Linked DNA regions of Mus musculus: region 1 is linked to region 2. The links are chromatin contacts, called in public promoter capture Hi-C maps. All regions are on one chromosome and are shown on one strand. The core of a region is the stretch at or near the end of the contact, and the rest is flanking DNA. Distances in the headings are between cores, read along the strand shown. Region 1 overlaps B4galt4 (UDP-Gal:betaGlcNAc beta 1,4-galactosyltransferase, polypeptide 4). Region 2 overlaps Arhgap31 (Rho GTPase activating protein 31).

Region 1 (3,342 bases), core at 185-2,684, 140 kb before region 2:
TCTCATCACAAGGAAAGCAATGACTGTGTAAAGTCATAATCTCGGCCACAAACCAAGGTTCCATCTAAGCTCTGTGCCTGACAACAGCATTGAGTCGGCTCGCTCTACCAGATCTTGGCCTTGTCTATAAATGAGACTGGTGACACAGAATGCATTTCAAAGGCTCAAACAACAGAATTCACTTGGAACATGCTTTACAAACTGTAATAAATACTGTAGGAGAGAAGATGGGTGGTGTTCAATATTAGTCAGCAAGTCTCAATCAATATTATGCTCCATCCTTCCTGGTTTATTCAGTGCATTGGTGGAAACCTGTTCTGAGGATCACGATGTCTCATGGAGGCAGAAGAGAAAGACAGAAAAGCAAAAAGACATGGCGAGGAAGAGCCCCCACACTCCAGAATCTGGCTGCCTTTCCTACAGACAGAACGGAAACTTCAGCACTGCTGATATGGCCAAACTTGCCTGCAGAGATAAACAGGGTTTTCCTACAGATACTTCAAACTAGGATGCTAAAATCAACAGTGTCCATGCAGGGACAGAATGTGTAAATCCTCAAGTTTTCTACCTTGACACTCATCTCTCATCTGTAAATCTAAATAACCCACATCCCCAAACCACCCCCAACTTCATTTACAAAAGAAAAATTTTGGAGAGAAATAAATAAGCCAGCTCATAGGTCTTTGAACCTTATTGTAGGCCTGGAAAGATGGCTCAATGGTTAAGGGCTCTGATTGCCCTTCCAGAGGACCAGAGTTCAATCCCCAGCAACCACAGGGTGGCTCACAACTGTCTCCAGTCCCAGGCGAAATCAGACTCCCTCTCCTGCCCTCCGCAGGCCCTGCACATACACAGTGCACAGGTATGTCTATGCAGACAAAACATTTGTAGGCAAAAAATAAAGACTAAAAAAAAAAAAAAAAAAACGTGAAACTTTGTTGTAATTTACACCCTTTAAGCAATCTATCTCAGAAACAGGACCAAGTATGTGTGCATGTGTGTGCACATTCAAGCCATGTAAGACAATGAAATATAATTTTCCCTAGAGAAGTTCACACCAACACGTATATCTTATTCTTTCCCCCAAAAGACCTTTATATCTGTGAACTCCTGCACCCAAGTATGTAGTAAAAATGCCTTTGGATAAATTCCAATTCTGCTTCCTGCTGGCTTGTCCTGAAGTTCTTCTCAGCCATGAGCAGCGATCTCTGAAAAGAACTCTCGAGGCTGCTGAAGGTGAACCCTTCCCCTGCTGACAAAAACAAAACTTAAGGTTTCACTCTCCCTTAAAGCTAAGAAACTGTGGGAAAGGAGACAGAGATGGTATGTAACCATTGCAACTATCTACTGCTCGCCCAGCTAAGCAGTACAAGGGACTTGGGGAAAAAGGAAGTACTGGCTTCCTCTAGCCCTTCCTAACCCTGACTCTGTATGATCAGCAGCTTGTGTGACCATGATGGTGACTGCTGGGGTCTGGGTGACATGGAGCCCTTAGGCAGGAAAACCTTCCTCTTTCAGAAACACGGCAAAAGGCTCTCTGCCCGAAGGGGCCAAGGCTAAGCAGCATGAGGCCTAGCTCCTTCACACCAGCCTCCTGGGTGCTTGATCGTGGCATATCTGTCAATTCAGATCTCGAGCTTAGAACACACTTTCTAAGCAGCATCAGGAAGAGGGAAAAGGTCCCCTGCTGTCTGCCCAGGAGGCCCTTGGGATCACAGCTCTGACTTATGGGCTTTTGAATAGTTAGGAATTTCTGGGCAATGGGTACATCTTTACCATCAACACACACACACACACACACACACACACACACCCTGGCACCATTTAAGCCCAACTCTGCAGCCTTAGGACCTGCTGGCCTGGCATGTCCAGGAACTACACACAAGTGCGGGTTTCCAGGTCAGCCCTGAGAGCAGAGCCCCGGGAAGGTCCCTTCTCTGCTGTTCACCTGAGTCTGAGGTCATCGTCTTCTCCTCCCCATCCCCAGTAGTTGTTAGAGAATCCATTCACCTTGAGAAACTGTTCCCTGCTGAGGGCAGTGACACCCCCAAAATATTTACTGTAACGCAACCTGGAGCAAAAGAGAAAACAGAGAAGTGACATTTAGCACAAAGCCCCTCTGTTCCCCCTCTGGTTTCGGGGGCTAGCATTCCAGGAACCCTTGGGAGATGGTTCACCTCCACCCATTTCAACTATCTACTCTTGCCTCATGTCTCCCTGTACTGCTGGCCTTTGATCTGCTGTTGGGTGACCCCACTAAGTAAGGTGACCCACGTGCCTGTTATCAATAACACTGGTATTCAGTATTGCCTTAAATGTGAGTGAGAGAATCCATCCCATGTAAAGGCTGCTAAGAACACCAGGTATGTTCAGCATCAATGAGTCTCATGATAAATATACTCCCCCTCCCCCTTTCTTCTTAGGGTAGAGAAGAGGTGTAAATCAGGAGACAGTTCCAGTCCGTGCTTTGATTGTGCTCACTCTGCAAACCACCATCTTAAGAGTCTGCTTTCTACAGAGATCAACAGGCCACCCCCACTCGGCTGAACTGCGGGCTTGGGCAATCAGATGGAATGCAGTGTCTTTCATGAAAACTGAGTATGAAGAAAATCGTTTGGTTTTGAGAGCAAGACAATGAATTTATTCTTAGGCTAAATTTGAGACGTTCCTAGGGCTTATGCCAACGGGCAATGGAGGAAGGGTTCACGTTCACAAGACACCTGTGCGGAGATAACTCAGCAGCTGTGAGTACCTGAAGACCGTGGAGTAGGAGACACCTGGACGACTATAGAATGAGCAAGAAGAGTTGAACATCCGCTGAACCACTGTTAAGACTAATAAGGAGAAGAGGAAGCCAAAGGCCTAGGACAATAGGGTGGGAGGAATGTCAGAGAGTAGCTCCCAGGATAAAAGGACTCTTATCCCACTGACCTGTCAGCAAGCTGGGCTAAGGCTAACCCTTAATACAACTCTGGCATCCTCCCAAACTGCAGCTGGAGGGAGCTACTAAACAGAACCATGTGACCACAGAGACGATTTCAAACTTTTCACGGACTTCAGCCAACTAAATACCGATGTTTTCCAGACAAAAAGAAAACCCAAAAGAATGACACTCAATACACTGTAGACATTTCCAACCTAACACCTGGTATCCCCAAAGCTCCTCTGAGGTTGAGTGGTTTCTATGCTCCTCATACAAACTAGTCCCTATGTATCCCATAACAGTTAGAGATATAGTTATATTTATCAACTTTTACCATGAAAATACCTGCGGGAAACAATCTTAAAAGAGGGCAATTTTATTTTTGCTCATAGTTTCCTTCAGTCCATGGCCAGCTCGCT
Region 2 (3,563 bases), core at 981-3,480:
CCTTCTCCCTGAGTGCTGGGAGTGTGGCCCTTGCTACTGTTTCCTAAGTAATGGGAAAGAGAAGGTAGGTGTGGAGCTCCTTTAGAGAGGCTGCACGTGCCCCTGACCCTCGATCTTGTAGATCTCCAAAGGCAGAGAAGGCAGCAGGTGCTGATACTCGCTCCGTTCACAGCAGGCACACCCACCGGAAGAGTGGGAGCTGGGGCTATGGCACTCCAACACACGTCCCTCTTCTTAGGGAAAGATAACCCAAGTTTCCCGCATTGAGGTATCTGACTGCCATTTTAAAATAGTGTGCATATATCAAGTAAATAGACGGATAGATGATGCATGCATACATACATACATACATACGTACATACATATGTACATACATACGTAGATATGTTTTACTTCCATTGAAAAGGGGATTAGTTATGAGATCTGGGGAGGTGGCTTAGTAGGTAAGAGCACTTGATGCACGAGCCACAGACCTGAATGCTGGTTCTCATTGTCCACGTAAAAACTGGATGACGTCATAGGCACCGATGATGCAGGAGACATTAGGATCTCTATGGCTAACTGTCAAGCTCTGGGCTCAGTGGGAGACCCTGTGTCAAAAGGAATAGGCACACAGGAAGACAAGAGTCATACTTCTCTGGCTGGTGCACGCGTGTACACAGAATTCAAATGCCAAAATGAAACCTGTCACTTTGTAAGCTTACTTTAAATTGAAATTTAAGCCGGGCGGTGGTGGCTCACACCTTTAATCCCAGCACTTGGGAGGCAGAGGCAGGCGGATTTCTGAGTTCGAGGCCAGCCTGGTCTACAGAGTAAGTTCCAGGACAGCCAGGGCTACACAGAGAAACCCTGTCTCGAAAACAAAAAAAATTTAAATTTACAAGTAAGTAAGTAAACGAGCATGCTGGCACAGACATTGCCCAGCACAGGAGTGGTTTGGGAACAGGGGCAAGAGGGGTAGGGAGACCCAGGCAGGACCTTAGAATCCTTTTAAATCAGAACATACACAGTAGATGTGGTTGAGAGAAGGGCCCAGCAGACAGTGAGTGTTCCCCAAAGTTAATTGGCTTCGGCTCTCAGTGAGTAGTGTCTAAAAGCTATCATTGCTAAGAGTATAACTGTGAATGTTAATTGTTGTTGTTGGGCTTTTGTTTGTTTTGTGGTGCCAGGGACTAGATGCAGAGCCTCTTATGTGGTAAGAAGTGCTTTGTCACTGAGCTAGGGCCACAATCCCTTTTAAAGTTTTAGGATGGAGGACAGTGAGATGGCTCAGTGGTTAAAGATGCTTGCAGCCAAGCTCAGTGACCTGAGTTTGATCCTTGGGATCCATCATGGTAAGAGAGAACCAATTTCTGCAGGCTATTCTCAACCTTCACATATATACCATGCGTAAATACACAAGGAATAATAATAAATATAATGGCTTTTGAAACTGGATCTTGATATAAATACAGTCTGTAGCCCAGGCAAGCCTTGAATTCACTCCCTTCCTGCTTCGCCCTTCTAAGAAGATGCAATCACCACCAAACTGTGCAGTGCCTTACAAGGAACTCTGATCATTTGTTTCATTGGGCTGGAAATCCAACCCAGGGCCTTGTGCACGCTAAGCCAATGTTCTCACCACTAAGCCACACCCAGTACTCCACAATGGAAGGACGATCCAGAAATGCCAGCTAACAAATAAATGTGGGTGAATGGTGTGCAAAACCCCCAGATTTGAATCTTGATTTTTGCTTATATCGCAGCCAGCAGTGGTTATCAAAGTAGATGCAAGAGCAGGTGACAGCTAGCCACGCTGCCCTGAGTCCAGAAACAGAGAATGCTTGTGATTGGCTCAATTTACTTCTTTTTTATTCAGTACAGGATCCCAGCCTATGGAATGGCACTGTCCATATTTAGGGTGCCTAAATCTCCTCACTTCAATTAACCTAATCTAGATAGTCCTTTACAGACATACCAAAAGACATGTCTCTTCAGTGATTTTAGAATCCCCTCAAGTTGACTGTCAGTTTTAGTCATCACACACAGGCAGGATATATTCTCAAGATAGGAAACAGGGCTAGAATTGAAGAATCGTTAGGGATGCTGTGTCACAAGGCAGCCTAGGGCCAGCGAGAGATGGACATGAGCCAGCCTGTCATCACGTTGTCCTCATGGTGTTCCTGCCTCCCCTGCAAGGCCCTGGACTGCCGGGAACAAGATGCCCACACAGGATATAAGCAGATAGCAAATCAGAGCAAGGCCGCCAGATCCTGGGGACAAAACTCTTGTGCCTGATAAGAAAGGCACGTCTTCTCTGCCTTTTGGCAGACAAAACAGGCAGCAGTTGAAGACTAGGAGTCATGGAATAGTCACAGGCTAGGTGACAAGTATGTAGCTGTTCACACCCAAAGACGTGTGTCCCTGTGCTGTCTCTCTGAATGTAAGCGTCTATGGCTCTCTGCCATGCAGGACACCTTTCAATCCTGTACGTTCTTTCTCAGACGCCAAACAACCTCTGAGGGCACCCAGAGACCCACCCACTCCTGTGTGCATACAGGGTGAAGACCCTTGACTCTGGGACTCAGAAAGGGCATGTGGCTTGCCATTGACACAGACACCAGTGCTTCTGGGACAGGATCTGCAGGTGCAGTTGTAAGGCTGGAAGATCTGAGTCCTGAATAAGACCAGGACATGCAGGAAGGGTCCTGGCTCCTGGATGCTCACTGGGTACTTCATGTTCTTCTCCACAGGAAGCAGTGTCTCATCGCCCAGAAGAAGGCCAGCTGGCCAGAATCCAGAATGTTATCCTGGAGCTTCCCCCACCCCATTATAGGTAAGAAACGCTCAGACTCCGTGTGGTAAAACATCCAGGAGGCAGGGACATGTGACAACTGGAGCAAGTGGATGGTGGCTTTCCTGGAGGCGTTTTGGAAATTAATGAGCAGTCGGTGTTATCAGGACGATCGGGTGTCCAACCAGGGATGTTGGTAGCCGAGGACAACCTGCTTCCACTTGCAGGATACTCATCAGAGTACCAAAGAATGTCATCACAGTCACACAAGCCAGCCTCACTGTGACAGCTTTGGTTTATAAGCTGAATTATACTACAAAGAAGCCTTTGGAAACCCAGGTTTCCAAACCTTAAAGTTGGGGGTGACTATGACTCATGAGCATCTTAAGATTACCCCAAACATCATCCCTATCCTTCCTATCAAACAGATTATCGGGAGTGGTACTAACTTTCCCAGGGTTAGCAGAATTTGATGTGGTATTATAAAGAACGTCCTAAAGTCAACAAACATTCGTTTATGAAACGGGCCCACTGACAAGAACCCAGGTAGCCTGTAGCTAGACAGCTATCCCTGAGAATCGAGATGAGAACCTATTTGAGGATTGTGGGAAAGTGAATTTTCCCCAGGGTGAGAAAGAAGTAAGTTGTCACTAAGAGCTCTGGGCCTGCGGCCTGTGATGCTCTGTTTCTGTCCCTGGACCTACAGTTTCATCTGACATCTTACAGTGCTGACATCTGTCCCCATCCTGAGTCAGTGGCCCTGGAGTCAAGGAAGTGGCCCTTCATCAAT

What was found. Capture Hi-C pulls out chosen DNA fragments and counts their contacts.
Region 1: a promoter capture Hi-C map of adipose tissue shows a contact between it and region 2. The contact joins two enhancer-like sites. A contact is called at or near these places in 2 of 15 datasets of contacts at CTCF or cohesin (large pre-B cells and pro-B cells), 2 of 484 Hi-C or Micro-C datasets (embryonic stem cells and nephron progenitors), 5 of 115 datasets of contacts at active chromatin or transcription factors (T-cell acute lymphoblastic leukemia, embryonic stem cells, memory CD8 T cells and 1 more) and 5 of 9 other capture datasets (adipose tissue, embryonic stem cells, embryonic tail and 2 more).

The regions. Positions count from the first base shown.
Region 1 is chr16:38,761,798-38,765,139 of GRCm38.p6, reverse strand. B4galt4 (UDP-Gal:betaGlcNAc beta 1,4-galactosyltransferase, polypeptide 4) reads right to left here. Exons shown (of 7, transcript NM_019804.4): 5 at 1,949-2,071. Among named protein-coding and RNA genes, the nearest start is that of B4galt4, 21 kb to the right of the region's middle. Within about 2 kb of position 1,434, at least 40 of the 459 cell types and tissues checked have an H3K27ac peak or open chromatin away from gene starts, as enhancers often do. A contact at or near this core is called in adipose tissue, where this site is marked.
Region 2 is chr16:38,624,803-38,628,365 of GRCm38.p6, reverse strand. Arhgap31 (Rho GTPase activating protein 31) reads left to right here. Exons shown (of 12, transcript NM_020260.2): 4 at 2,733-2,815. Gm36482 (a long non-coding RNA gene) reads right to left here. Exons shown (of 6, transcript XR_003951954.1): 3 at 474-590. Among named protein-coding and RNA genes, the nearest start is that of Gm36482, 12 kb to the right of the region's middle. Within about 2 kb of position 2,230, at least 8 of the 459 cell types and tissues checked have an H3K27ac peak or open chromatin away from gene starts, as enhancers often do. A contact at or near this core is called in adipose tissue, where this site is marked.